4 separate regions of the Sus scrofa genome follow, and all the other regions are linked to region 3. A link is a contact called in public HiChIP or PLAC-seq data. All regions are on one chromosome and are shown on one strand. The core of a region is the stretch at or near the end of the contact, and the rest is flanking DNA. Distances in the headings are between cores, read along the strand shown.

What was found. HiChIP or PLAC-seq counts read pairs in DNA pulled down with a chosen protein or histone mark.
Region 1: a contact with region 3 is called in an H3K27ac HiChIP or PLAC-seq map of skeletal muscle, with 5 times the contacts expected there. The contact joins the enhancer-like site here to the promoter of CYP4F55 in region 3. A contact is called at or near these places in 9 of 47 Hi-C or Micro-C datasets (embryonic fibroblasts, fetal skeletal muscle, heart right ventricle and 5 more) and 2 of 2 datasets of contacts at active chromatin or transcription factors (alveolar macrophages and skeletal muscle).
Region 2: an H3K27ac HiChIP or PLAC-seq map of alveolar macrophages shows a contact between it and region 3. The contact joins the promoter of AKAP8 here to the promoter of CYP4F55 in region 3. A contact is called at or near these places in 1 of 5 promoter capture datasets (liver), 2 of 47 Hi-C or Micro-C datasets (embryonic fibroblasts and liver) and 1 of 2 datasets of contacts at active chromatin or transcription factors (alveolar macrophages).
Region 4: an H3K27ac HiChIP or PLAC-seq map of alveolar macrophages shows a contact between it and region 3. The contact joins the promoter of LOC110259619 here to the promoter of CYP4F55 in region 3. A contact is called at or near these places in 1 of 47 Hi-C or Micro-C datasets (embryonic fibroblasts) and 1 of 2 datasets of contacts at active chromatin or transcription factors (alveolar macrophages).

Annotation. Positions count from the first base shown.
Region 1 is chr2:62,316,138-62,319,502 of Sscrofa11.1, forward strand. BRD4 (bromodomain containing 4) reads left to right here. Exons shown (of 19, transcript NM_001204772.1): 4 at 1-231; 5 at 902-1,264; 6 at 2,086-2,214. Among named protein-coding and RNA genes, the nearest start is that of BRD4, 10 kb to the left of the region's middle. Within about 2 kb of position 1,389, at least 8 of the 83 cell types and tissues checked have an H3K27ac peak or open chromatin away from gene starts, as enhancers often do. A contact at or near this core is called in alveolar macrophages and skeletal muscle, where this site is marked.
Region 2 is chr2:62,219,974-62,223,381 of Sscrofa11.1, forward strand. It overlaps AKAP8 (A-kinase anchor protein 8), which reads left to right and starts at 2,087. Exons shown (of 14, transcript XM_003123431.4): 1 at 2,087-2,361. The coding sequence starts at 2,289. AKAP8L (A-kinase anchor protein 8-like) reads left to right here. Exons shown (of 24, transcript XM_005652898.3): 13 at 1,395-1,490; 14 at 1,591-2,361. The coding sequence ends at 1,893. The region is part of intron 1 of LOC110259330 (a long non-coding RNA gene); the gene reads right to left.
Region 3 is chr2:62,069,603-62,072,836 of Sscrofa11.1, forward strand. CYP4F55 (cytochrome P450, family 4, subfamily F, polypeptide 55) reads right to left here and starts at 1,350. Exons shown (of 13, transcript NM_001244636.1): 1 at 1,228-1,350; 2 at 739-937. The coding sequence starts at 936.
Region 4 is chr2:62,248,864-62,252,471 of Sscrofa11.1, forward strand. LOC110259619 (alanine and glycine-rich protein-like) reads left to right here and starts at 2,032. Exons shown (of 1, transcript XM_021085099.1): 1 at 2,032-2,460. The coding sequence starts at 2,032. The coding sequence ends at 2,460. It also overlaps a transcript of BRD4 not described here.

The DNA of each region.
Region 1 (3,365 bases), core at 139-2,638, 250 kb after region 3:
CAGACCCAGACCCCTCAGCAGAATCCTCCACCCGTGCAGGCCACTCCTCACCCCTTCCCTGCCGTCACCCCAGACCTCATCGTCCAGACCCCTGTTATGACAGTGGTACCTCCCCAGCCACTGCAGACACCCCCGCCGGTGCCCCCTCAACCACCACCCCCACCCGCTCCAGCCCCCCAGCCCGTGCAGAGCCACCCACCCATCATTGCGGCCACCCCACAACCTGTGAAGGTGAGCATTCTCTGCATGTGTCTAGCTCAGCCTGGCCACTGGCTGGCTCCTGCCGCCTCAGCTAAATGACCCCTTCCTCCTTCCTCTCCATTTCATTGAGACTTACAGTAAACAGTCACCTGTCCTTCTGGTTCTTGGGGCACTTGTGGGTGTTGCGGGGTTGGGGGTTGAATCATGCTGTGTTTAAATGAGCATAGCCCAGAAGCTACTACCCTGCTGATACAGAAAGATCCCCTAATTGAGTCAAACCTCCCAGGGAGTTGCTATGCTTCCCCCATTTCTAATTTAGACCACATGTTTGCAGATGCTGTCTAAACATGTTCCGAGATATACCTCCCATGGGTGGCCAGAGTGACAAGGGTTGGCTCTAGGAGAGTTCCCTGATCTATAGGAAACTGCTTTAGGAGGACTCTATGGTCTCCAATAAGCAGATCCCACACTCAGTTGTGTGCTTTTTCCTGCCACTGGCAGGGTCCTGTCCCAGCTGCAGAACAGAGTGGTGGGACAGGGTCTCTCTGTCTTCAATCCTTCACCTGTGGAATTACCTTTGGGCCCTGTTCCCTGTGAGTGTTGAGACCCTAGAAAGGACCTGGCTTCAGGAGTGACCCTGAGGGCCCGCTGTGCCGGCTGCCGCTTCTGACCGTGCCTATCACGCCTGTGCTCTCGGCAGACAAAGAAGGGGGTTAAGAGGAAAGCAGACACCACCACCCCCACCACCATCGACCCCATTCACGAGCCTCCCTCACTGCCCCCGGAGCCCAAGACCACCAAGCTGGGCCCCCGGCGGGAGAGCAGCCGGCCTGTTAAGCCTCCGAAGAAGGATGTGCCCGACTCGCAGCAGCACCCAGCGCCAGATAAGAGCAGCAAGGTCTCAGAGCAGCTTAAGTGCTGTAGTGGCATCCTCAAGGAAATGTTTGCCAAGAAGCATGCGGCTTACGCCTGGCCATTCTACAAGCCCGTGGACGTGGAGGCGCTGGGCCTACATGACTACTGTGACATCATCAAGCACCCCATGGACATGAGCACTATAAAGGTGAGTGGATGTACCCCCAGGAGGTGGGGAATGGGCTCCATGGGACAAGGAAGGCCTGTCTAGGAGGAGGCTTCTCCAAGAGGAGTAGCTGACAAAACTCTTCTTACCAGCCCAAAGAAGCCTAGCGCCCCCTGCTGGGGATTGTGGGGGATATCTGAGATCCTCTGGCCATTTTAGTCACAGCAGTGCTGACCCCTCTGCTGAAGACAAACCCTTTGTGGCCTTGAGGCCAAGTGCCCATAGAGGCCTTCATGTGGTAGATGCTCCAGGAGAGTTTAGGGAGTGGTGACTTTGCCAGGTTCTGTGTCATGGAAGGGGCAAGTGCTGGCATTTTCATTGTAATGTATTTTGAGGCCTCTTCGGTTTTGTTTATTTTAAGCCTTTTGGCATTTTTCTCCTATTCCGAGTTGAATAAACCTGCTCAAACTTGGGCAGAGCAGGGAACATTGCTGTCTTCCTTTTGACCAGTGTCCTGTCCTATGTCACAAAGGCAAGTATACATCAGGTCAGAGTTGGGTCTAGCACTCCCTTTACAATTCTGGTTTAAGCTTCTGTGAATTCTGTGTCCATTCGTCTTTTAGCCAGGCGTGGTGAGTAGGTTTGGATACTAGCAGAACAATTCCTAGCCCTGAGATTTACTGTTGAGTGTTTCTTTGTCTACCTCATGCTAGCACTGCAGTGATAACCTTTTCCTACTAGGGTCGGGTTAAACCCAGAGCTTTTGAGAAGCCACCTTTTTCCTACAGGCAGCCCTCCTTGCTGCCCCTCCCCATTGGAGCAGGGGCAGCCATGGTTAACCAGGACTTGTCCTGTTTTTCCAGTCTAAACTGGAGGCCCGTGAGTACCGCGATGCTCAGGAATTTGGTGCCGATGTCCGATTGATGTTCTCCAACTGCTACAAGTACAACCCTCCTGACCATGAGGTGGTGGCCATGGCCCGCAAGCTCCAGGTGAGGCTCTGGGGAAGCTCCAGGTGTGGCATCCTGCAGCAGAGCAGGCTGGGGTCCTGGGTGGGCCAGGCCTCTGTGGGCTTTGGAAATTTTATTTATTTATTTTTATTTTATACTTTCTTTGGTATTATGCCATGTTGCTTTGAAAGAGTGAACTAAAGTCAGAAAAATGTACATTTTACATTGGGATTATTTCATTATGATTAAAGCAGGGTGATTGGTTTTGTTCTTGGACATTAGGGGTTTGGGGTGTCCCACTGAAAGTCCCACCCCACAACCCCACCTGTATTCGGGTGCCCTTGGCCAGAAGAGTACACATGCTACATGGCCCAACCTCTTCTCCAAAACAGACCTGTTTCAAGTCGACGAGGGACACTCTTGCCAGGTAGACACTGTCATAGTTGTGAGCTGAAATAATGTTCAACTGTGGGCTTTCTTCACCAGAGCCTTGAAAGCCTTTGTTGCCTTTTAACTACAGGATGGCTGCTTCTAGATGTTCCGTGTGGCCATGATGCCCTGATGAGTGGGATTTATGGCCCCTAGGAGTTGATTCTGGGTGATAAACACTGTAGAGTGCACACATGGGTGGAAGGGAGGGGGCAGTGTGAACTAATTCCATTTCTCTTTATTCAAAAAATGGGATAAATATATACCCAAATTTCAACAGAATTCAGGAATTAAAAATTATGGAGAATAAGTTCAGTATTTAGTACTGTTAAAGTCTGGGTTTTTGTTTTTGTTTTTTTAATTCTTTTAAACTACACATATTAAAAATTCCCAGCCTCTTCTTCCCAAGGCCCTCGCTTGCACTTTTGCTTTTGGGATCATAGCAGTCTGTGGGCTAGGCCACCTGCTGAAAAGGTACAGGTCCGGTCTGCATATCCTGTGTCAGGCTTTCTTAGCCATCTGAAAAATGTTTCCAGGACAGAAGTGAGGACTTGCAGAAAAGCCTTTGGTGACCTATGGGTCAGTGGCTGTCAGAGGTCACCTGAGCCCTGCTGCTTGCCTATCTCCCAGCCCTGTTAAGCTCCACACATTGTCCCACATTCACTAGCATAGTATGTACCTACATCATCACATTGGACCAAGGCATGGTGTCCTTTGTTCTTTCACTTTGGGCCCATCTGGGTGAGCCTTTGTTTTAAAGGATG
Region 2 (3,408 bases), core at 837-3,336, 150 kb after region 3:
TAAAGAAAAATGTGTAGAGAAAAAATGGTGAAGGTGGGGAAAGGGAATAGAAAGATGATTTTCTGGAACGTGGTATATAAAGCATTGGCTAAGGTTGAATATGGGTTCTGGAGGTCAGCTTTCCCCCCACAACCCTCCCAGTAACTTTTTTTACCCCCTGTTGATGGCTTTATGCTGCATTACCTTTATAACAATGAAATTAAGAGTTGCCTTTACTCTCACCACCAAGAAAGTCCTGCAGTATTTTGGTGTAAATCATCCTAGACAAAAAGGTTCTGGCATGCTATGCACACTGTTCTATCTTTCTTATATTAGGGGAGAGATGAGCCCTATTTTAAGGACAGCATGGTGTTCTTTTTAATGTCTGATGTATTTAACCACTTCTTCCCTGGAGAACATTTAGGTGCTTTCCAGTTTTTCACTGCAGCCAGTGAAAAACATGCATGCTTCCAATTTTAAATTTAGGCTAGATTTCCAGAAGGAATTACTGAGGTTTTTTTTTTGTTGTTCTTTTTTTTGCTTTTTTAAGGGCCGCACTCATGGCATATGGAAGTTCCCAGGCTAGGGGTTGAATCAGAGCTACAGCTGCTGGCCTATGCCACAGCCACAGCAACACCAGATCCAAGGCACATCTTCCACATACGCCACAGCTGACAGCAACCCACTGAGTAAGGCCAGGGATGGAACCCACATCCTCATGGATCCTAGTCGGGTTGGTTAACCACTGAGCCAGGTTGGGAACTCCAAAAACTTTTACTTTTGATACATTCTATCAAACTGATTTGCAGAAAATAAACAGTTGAACCTCTCGCCTGCAGAGTATTAAGTGTCTCTTTTTAACCTTCCCATTTGGGGGTATAATTCTTAATCCTGGGAATCCCATGGAATAAAAAGATGTATGTATATTAGTTAAATACACTGACTGACGTTCATATTCCTGCTTTTATACCTCGTTTATCCTAGAGAGTTCCTTTCATATTAAGGCAGGTGGCCCCTTGTTAGGGGTTGCACATTTACTTGGTCTTCAATAGGTTTCTTAATTTGTTCACTGCTTATAATTTTTATGTAAGCAAATCAGATTTCTGCCATACAGCTGTAAAGACATGTCTTTAATCAGTTACAGTTACATACAGTAAGTAAGTATGGTATGGAAAGATGGAGGAGCATTTGGGCAAGGATCAAATCAGGTCATGGTTCCATGCTTGTAGAGGGGAAATCAAGCTTGTACCCAAGGGTACATTTACAGACCTACGAAATCTGGTTGGAATCATTGGCGGTGCTGAGCCCCGAGGTGTAGGTGGAGAGGGGTGCCCTTACCGATCTGGCTTGGTGGGAATGGGGCGAGTTTTGGATGCCTGGAGCAGCCTCTCCAGCCCTGCCTGCCTTGCCCGCAGCTCATGATGGAGCAGTCTAAGAAGTCCTCGCTCATGGTGGCTCGCAGCATCCTTAACAACAAGCTCATCAGCAAGAAGCTGGAACGCTATCTGAAGGTGAGGTGCTTGCCTTTGTCACGCGGCCCGGTCCCCAGCCCCGGTGCCTGATTCGGGCCCTGGGGTGCTCCCATTTCTAAAGTATCGCCGTCCCCCGCAGGGAGAGAACCCTTTCACCGACAGCCCGGAGGAGGAGAAGGAACAGGAGGAGGCCGAGGGCGGTGCCCTGGATGAGGGGGCGCTAGTCGAAGCAGCGGGAGTCGCAGAGGACGCGCCGGCTCAGCCCCCGGTGCCCCCGGAACCGGTCTCTGGGGCTGCGACCCCGCCCCCACCTCCGCCCCCTGAGGAGGAGGAGGAAGCCTTGCCCCTGCTGGGCGGGGCGCTGCAGCGCCAAATCCGAGGCATCCCAGGCCTCGATGTAGAGGCTGACGACGAGGAGGAGGGCGGAGGGGGCGCTCCATGACCCGGGCGGGCGGGGCCCGCGTGGCAGAGGCTAGAAGCGGAGTCTAATAAAGTTCTTCCCTTCCCACCTCTTCTTATTTTGTCTGTGGTGCGGTCCTAGTGGGCGAGCGACTGGATCTCTGCTTAGAGGTGTGTATCTGTGGGTGGGCCTCGGAAGGATGGGTTGCAGCTGCGCACTAGCGGCGAGGAGAAGCAGGGATACGCTTGCGCGCTGCGAGGCACAGCGGCCCGGACCAAAACTCCCAGGATGCTATGAGCACCGATCCGGAACAACCGGAAGGCCACCTGGAGTGGTGAGGGCGGGTCCGTCGTAAATTCCCGCCAGTAGTTGCGCGCGGAAGGGGTGACGTATCAACTGGCTTACCAGTAGAAGACAGCGGGAGTTGGGTTCAGCGCATGCGTCCTGTGGTAGTCTGGAAAGAGGAGCTGCTGGCGGGCCGAGCTGAAGACATGGAACAGGGCTACGGAGGTTAGTGTGGGCAACTTAGTGCGGGGTGGGACGGGCAGGTGGTGCCCAGGCGACACCGTCGCCGCGCAGAGGGCCACGGGCTGGGGCCTACTCCAGAGCCCAGTTACTACAGTCCGGCCCTGCAGAGGGGCGGCCGGGACGCGCGCACGCAGTTCATTGGACCTCGGCGCAGTCGCTCCCGGGCCGCTGCATGCGGATTGGCCGATGGAACCTGGGGACGTCGGCGGAGTTCGGCTGGCCGACGCTACGGCGGGCTTCGGGGGGCGCCTTGAGCCTTTAGGACCGTTTCTGCTTCTCAGCCCCACCGGGGCTGTAGGCCCCGCGGATCCCTGCCGCCCGCAGGGCCGCAGCCTCTTTCGGAAGACGCCACAAAATGGCGGCGCCAGAGGGCGGAGCTATGGCGCGAGCTTGTGGGGCGTGGGGTCTGCAGCCGCGGCGGGAGGAGGGACTGCTGTCTCTTTCCCGGCCTTCGGGCCTTCCTGGGTACTTGCGGGGCTTCGTTGGGTCTTCTGCGCCGCCCACGTGGCCTGGAGCACCGGTCCGGAAGCGGTATGAGCGGCACAGGTTCGGACCGCCAGCGGTGCAGTGCTGAGGCCTTGAGTAGTGCGGCGCCTGCGTTCTCCCTGGGTTGTGTAGCTCTGAGGCAAGACACTGAGAGTCAAATGCTGGGTGTTTTCTTTGTCAAAACTTGGAAACCCGTTAGTGGTTCTCCTCCGGGCATCGCCTTGTGGTGGCCTGGAGATGCCAGAGGGGTTTTGTAAAAGAGAATGTGCCCTTTCTCCACTTGAGTTTCAGAGCCTGCGGCAGGACCTTCTTGGGTGACCTCTCAATCTAGAATCAGCCTCCTGGGAGGCTTTTGTTCTATGCTGGAAGCCGCGTTTACCCGCCGGGAGCAGTAGAAATATGCAGGAATGGGCTTGACCAAGCTCCGATACCCCATCCAGGTGTTTGAGGTTTGAGAAGCAAGCGATCTGATTTTGGCTGCAACAGGGAAGGCGCTAGTCTTGAATGGTGGCAGTATTAGCAGGAGACCAGCAGCAGGAATTG
Region 3 (3,234 bases), core at 100-2,599:
GGGCCAGGAGCCCCCTCCCACCCTCCCAGGAAATTTGGCCATTAGGTCCGAGTGATTCCTTCTGAAAGAGGGAAGGGTCCACTTTTATCCAAGTTGAGCAGAGAGGCCCACTGATATATCCTGAGGGTGGAAGACAAGTTTGGAAGAGACAGACGCCAGAGGAAGGGGAGGAGGAGGAGAGACTGACCACACATCTCCTCAGCTCCTGCTGTACCCCCATAGGGGCATAAGAGGGGTGGAAGTCATAGCTGATTCCTCTGGGAAGCAGAAGCCCAGAGAGGAGCAGACACTGACCTGAAACCAAAAGAGATGGGCCAGGCAGGGACAGACCCTGGACAGTGGCCCTGAGGAGGCCTCAAGACCAGCAGTGGACACCATGGGGTCACTAGGGGACCCAGCTCTCTGCAGCCCATTCTGTCACTAGAGGACCCAGCTCTCTCCAGCCCATTCTGAGAGCTCCTCAGATGTGCACCAGTGTAGGGAAGACGGGCAGGAACATAACCCCAAACTGGCCTTGGGTGAGGAAGACTATGAACCATGAAAATATTGGGGCATAGAGTGGACAGAGAGGAGAGGGTTCGACCCAGTGGAGAAGTGAGGAAAATGCTCTCCCTTACTTCTCTGCTGCCCTAGACCCCAGCTCAACCTCAGACCCCAACCTCCCTGAGCCTGATCCCCGACCCCTCAGGAAGTCCACACACCATCATTCCCCAGACCCATCCTGTTGCCCACACTCACCAGGTCCTGGTGACCCCAAAACCAGTTCCGTTTTGGGGGTTGCGGGAAACACCGGAGGCGGCAGCAGTTGTCATAGAAGTCATAGATCCAGGACAGGATTCGGGACAGGAGCCAGGTAGCACCGACCAGCTGCAGGAGCAGCCACGGGGAGGCTGACACAGGCCCCAGTCCCAGCCAGGACAGGCTCAGCTGCAGCATCCTGTAGGGCAGATGGTGTGGAGAGTGAGCTCCTGAGACTCAGCAAAGGGACAGTGAGGGTGAGCTCTGAGGCAGAGACAAATAGACAAACAAATACAGGGAGAGGAACAAGGGGGTGAGTGCTGGGGAAGGAAGGACTCAGAGATGAGCAGACTGAGGCTCAGAGAGGGGAGGAGACCCAGGAAAATCCAGAGGAAGAGAAAGAGACAGGGAGAGGGCGAGAGAGAAGATAATGAAGAAATGCCCACTTGGAATCAGTGGAAAGTTGCCTTGGGCAGTGCCCCTCCCTACCCTGGGCCAGAACTTTCAGCCCCACCAACGCCAGCGCTGCACCTTCTGTCTGGAGCAACTAGTCCCACACAGCTTCTTCTGTCCTCATCCTGGAGAGTCTTCTTCCCTGTCCTGACTTCCAAATGGGGCCAGTCGGGAGTGGCGGTGGTGGGGGGGGAGGCCTTGAGTGGGTCAGCCAATCCCTGCTTGCCTGGCTGCCTCCTCCCACCTGGAGTCTGCCCAAGACTTAGAAACCTGGAGCAGCTGGCTCCAGAGAGGAACCAGCTCAGATTCACGTGGTGCAGATGCTGACTTCTTGGGACTCAGCACCTCCCACTCAGCTTGCTGGAAGGCGGACAAAGGTGACTCTGTGCCCCTGTGTTTACAGCTGCCCCTGCCCTTCCAAGGCCAGGGTACAGCAGGTAAAATTATGAGTGTTTCGGGTGCAAACCATGTCCCAAAACATCTCCGTGGCTCTCACCACGTGTGGGCCAGAAGGGCAGCATGCACCATTTCTTGGCACAGAATCAGAAAGCCCAGAGGCAAGAAACTTCTGGCCTCCAGGGCACGCAGCCTGGCAGGAGTTTAAGCCCTGCCTCCAAGCAACCCAGGCCTTGGGTTGGGATAAAACTGCTGGGAGTAGGAAAAGAGAAACCAGCCTGGCTGGGGATTACCACAGCAGATTCAGGGGGTCAAGGGCCCAGTCAGAAGAGGACAGCTGGAGGCTTGAGGTGTAAGGCTGAGAGGGGTCAGGAGAGAACAGGGTCCACACAGGGGAAGGCAAAGCTGGGAGATCTTGAGTGGAGTTCTGCCCTGCCCTCACTCTAACTATAGGCTGTGCCAACCTCCTTTGGGCTCAGCCTTCCCGTCTGGGAATTGGGATATCAGCTGTAAATGTGTTTCGTCACCTCCAGATCCTGTCCTAAACTCCCCTGTAAAGTAATCTCAGCCCTCATGAGGTCTCCCCAAGATCAGGCTCCAAGATGAGGATGAGTTTGAAGGATGGAGATGCAAAGTGAGAGGATTTGGACAGACATTCCTGCTGCAGCTAATAGAATGTTTGGAAAATGCCCAAATTTCCTCTCCTGCCACCACTACCCCATTCCTTCCAGGCCCACATAATCCAGCTTTTGAGGGACTGGTCCTGAAGCCCTCAGCAAGTTTGTGTGCCCTGTCCCAGATTCTTTGCCTCCTTGGCCAAAGTGATCCACCTGCTGAGGTGTCCATTCAGAGAAGGGCCAGGAGCAGGGCTATGGTAAGTGAGAGGCAACAGGGGTAGCCAGATAGGGGTGAAGAGAAGCAAAAGGAAGGAAGAGGAAACAGGTCCAGAAAGGTTCAGTGACTCGCTCCAGCCACACAGAGAAGTAATTTAACAAGACAGCACAAGCAGAAGTGAATCCTGGCACAGAGTGCATGCTCATTAACTATTTAGGGAAGAAAGGGCCTTTTATAGTCATGAGCTCTAAGAAATGGCCACTCAAAATATGGTCCTCAGACCAGCGGCATTGACATTACCAGCAGCATCTAGGAAACGCAGAATTTGGGGCTTTAACCCCCACCTGCAAAGTCATGGCTGCAAAAATTCTGCTGTTGGAGTTCCTGTCGTGGCGCAGTGGTTAACGAACCCGACTAGGAACCATGAGGTTGTGGGTTCGATCCCTGGCCTTGCTCAGTGGGTTAACGATCCGGCGTTGCCGTGAGCTGTGGTGTAGGTTACAGACTTGGCTCGGATCCTGCGTTGCTGTGGCTCTGGAGTAGGCCAGCGGCTACAGCTCCGATTCGACCCCTAGCCTGGGAACCTCCATATGCCACGGGAGCGGCCCAAGAAATGGCAAAAAGACAAAAAAAAAAAATTCTACTGTTGTCCCCAATAAGAGGAGTTTATACTTCTTGAATCTGGCCTGGCCCTGGGACTGCTTAACTAATATTATGTGGTCAAGGTGGTGCCATGCTAGTTAAGGCCTTGAAGTAGGCTGGCAGCTTAAATTTACGTTTGCTTTTGGAACCCATCCCATCAGAACCACTCCC
Region 4 (3,608 bases), core at 782-3,281, 180 kb after region 3:
ATTCGTCTCCACTGTACCACGACAGGACTCCATAACAAAAGCTTTTATGTGACTTGTAAACTGGTAGCACCAAACACTTCCAAAAACATTTACTGTCAGCAAGTTAAATAGATAAGGCAACAAGACAACTATACGGAAAGTCAGCTTAAAAATGGAAAACATTCTGGTTTCTAAGAAAGATAGATTGTTAGGAGTTCCCTTGTGGCACAGAGGGTTAGGGATCCAAGGATCCAGTGTTGTCACTGCAGTGGCTGCTGTGGCATGGGTTTGATCCCTGGCCTGGGAACTTCTTATGGGGTCAGTTGAAAAAAGGGGGAGGGATTGTTATTCCATATTTACAAAGCCCTGTGTATCTTCCTATTCTTTTTCCATTTCCAATCATCTTCCATAAATTGCCAAGTATGCAAAATTAGGAGCCAAAGATAGTCACAAATTTTAATGTTCTGTAATACAGAAGTAGAAGGAAGCTTACTAATGAACCAGTTACAGTTACCTCCTTTATTTCTGGCACTTAATAATTTGTCACTTCATGTGTTGTTAAAGTAAAGGGTAAAAATAAGTCTTTACTTTGCCTAAGACCTATCAATAATTTATGATTGCCCTTAGTGAAAAGTGACCAAACTCCATAACAGAGACAAAACTATCTGACTGCTATCCTAGCACATGAATGTGTTTTGAAAGAAGGGCCCATTAGGAGTTTTTAAAAAGTTCCTAGATTTTATAGAAGAACTGAGCTTGCTTTTTTTTTTTTTTTTTTCTGGCTGCACTTGCAGCATGTGGACGTTCTCCGGCCAGGGACTGAACCCTTGCCACAGCAGAGATTGGAGCCACAGTAGTGACAATGCCGGATCCTTAACCTGCTGTGCCACAAGGGAACTCCTCAAATTTACTATTTGTATTTTTTTGTCTTTTTTTTTAGGACTGCACCTGCTACATATGGAGGTTCCCAGGCTAGGAGTCGAATGTGAGCTGCAGCTGCCTGCCTACACCACAGCCACAGCAATACCATATCTGAGCCACATCCTCAACCTACTCCACAGCTCATGGCAACAACTGGATCCTTAACCCACTGAGTGGGGCCAGGGATGGAATCAGCATCCTCATGGATACTAGTCAGCTTCCTTACCCCTGAGCCACAACAAGAACTCCGAGTTTGCTATTTTTAAAAAACGAGGCTTGAAATGCTAAAAGAGTGAAGATAAGGGCAAAAGGGGAAAGGAGGTTATGGCTTCCCATTTGAAAACTTTAACAGGATTGTCATTTTGAACTGTAAGCAACCTAAGTCTAATCTCTTTGTTTTCTGGAACTGACTTGTGGCTTGAGTCTTAAGGATAAGGAAGTCAGCTGGAGGACAACTAGAGGGAGAGGACTCTAGGCCCAGAATGCAAACACATTCTAGCCTTTAGAGCTCAGTGGCTCGCCAGCCGGCCAAGAAAGATGCCGCATCAGTCTTGCTCACAGCCTCCTCTCATTTCATTTCTTTCACCCCAGGGCCCATCGCAGCTCTCTCAACGTTCCAGCACCACCCCCCTCCAGCTTCCTTCAACACCCTTCAGCCTCCGCACCAGCGCAGCCTCCTTCAGACAGGTGTCTTGCCTCCGCCTCTGCCACCGGTTTCTGTCTATTCGCCGTCCTCCCTTTCTTTGAGCGTCTATAATCAGACCCTTCATAAATTTTTGGACGTTTCCCTCTGCCTTCAGGTCTCTTTCCTCAGGCCCAACTTTCAGTCTCGCCTCAGTCCTGTCCCTCGATCTTCGGGGTCCCCTCCCTCGGTCTTCGGGGTGCTCTCCCTCTCAATCTTCGGGGTCCTCACTCGGTCTGTGGAGTCCCTTCCCTCGGTCTGAGATGTCTCCTTCGGTGTGCGGGATTTCTTCCCTCCGATTAAGGAGTCTCCTCCCTCGGGTCTGCATGATTTCTCCTCAGCCTCCACCCTTGGTCCATGGGGATTCCCACCTCCGTGTCGGCCGCAAGCACGGGTTTCCCCCACTCACCTCCCGGCTCTCTGTTAGCTTAAGATAGCTCGCGCCGGGCATGGTCTTGGGGCGCGCACGCCGGGCGGCGGCAGCGCGTGGTCGCGCGCGCAGCGTGCGCGGTGACGTCAGTGCGCTGGCGGCGGCGGCGGCGGCGGCGGCGGCGGCGGCGGCAGCAGGGCTGTTTGTTCTGCTCTCCCGAAGCCGACGAACCGAAGCGGTGGCTGCGGCGGCGGCGGCGGCGGCGGCTGCCGGCAGTGCCCGCGGGCGAGCGGGGCCTGTGAACACAGCGGAGCGGCGGGCTCGACGGAAGGGCCCTGGCCCCGCGCAGTCAGTCCGAAGAGGAGGGGGCGGCAGCGGCGGCGGACGGCCGGTGGGGGCGGCGTGCGGCCTAGTGTCTCAGGTGAGGACTGGTGCCCTTCGGGGCGTCAGGCGGCGAGGGGCAGCTGGCGGGGTCTGCGGCGCAGCCCGCGTAACCTGCATTGCGTAATGGGGCCGGTGCGCCAGTACATACGCCATCGGCGCGGCGCGGGGGCGGGGAGGCCGGGGCGACGCGGGCTTGGGCCTGCGGGCCTCCCGCGTCCCCGCGCCGCTCTCGCCGGGCCAGGGCCGCCTGCGCCGTTGGCGTCGGGGCGGCTTGTTGGCTCGCGGGCGCCTCGCCGTTGGCGCCGCCGCCCCCTGGCTCTCGCCGGTCGACAGGGCAGGGGCGCGGGTGGGGGGCGCGAGCTCCGCGGCGGGGCGGGCGGCCGGGGGCGGGCGGGGGGCGGGCCGAGGCGCCCGGCACTTCCTGTCGCCGCCATTTTGTCAAGTGAGGAGGAGGAGGAGGAGGAAGCGGCCGCCGCGGAGCCCGCGGCGAGCCTGGCCCCGGTAAGTCCGGGCCTGGCGTGATGGTCGCAGCCACCGCTGTCCCCAGTCGCGGTTCCCGGGGCGGCCTCTGCGCTCATGTGGGGCCGGCCCGCGCTCTCTCTGGAGTCTGAGTCCTCCTGTCTCAGCCGGGGCAGCGCGCCCCCGCCCTCATTTCCTCACCTTCCGGGCTGTCCCCAGAGCTCTGCGGAGAACCGGGCTGGTCCCCAGGTGGAGGGAGGAGGCTGCCTCTGCACACCTGGCCGGAGACGGGCCCTTTGGGGGCGGAAGCTGTGCTCTGAGGGGCGAGCCTGGCCCGCTTTACCCATCCACTCTTGATCTGGCAGCCCCTCACTGGGCGCTTTGTTTTGCTTGGTCGGTGCTCCCTGGTGTCCTTGCCACGGCCTCGTTTGTTGCAGTCTTGTGCGTTGTGATGGTTTGGGGTGGGGATGTGGGGGGAGTTGTGATTCAGCGAAACGGAATGACACCCCCCCCAAACGGAAATAGCCCAACTTTACCGGAGTCAGATACCCCCGAGGCCCGGCCTTGGTTCAAGATGGGAAATCCCATTTGGGTGTAGTGGACACTGTAAATATTTCTATTCAGGCCCATGGATGAGTCATGTGCTTTTGCTGAGGGCTGACCTCCCATTTACTCAAGACCACGCATTGTTTTTTGCAGTGTTGTTTTTGTTTACTCATTTAATGTTTTGTGCAACCTGGAGCAGCTTTAGTCTTGGTCTTTGGGTTCATTTTTATGTGTGTGCTGGTTGCAAGAAGTGACCTCTTGGAATCT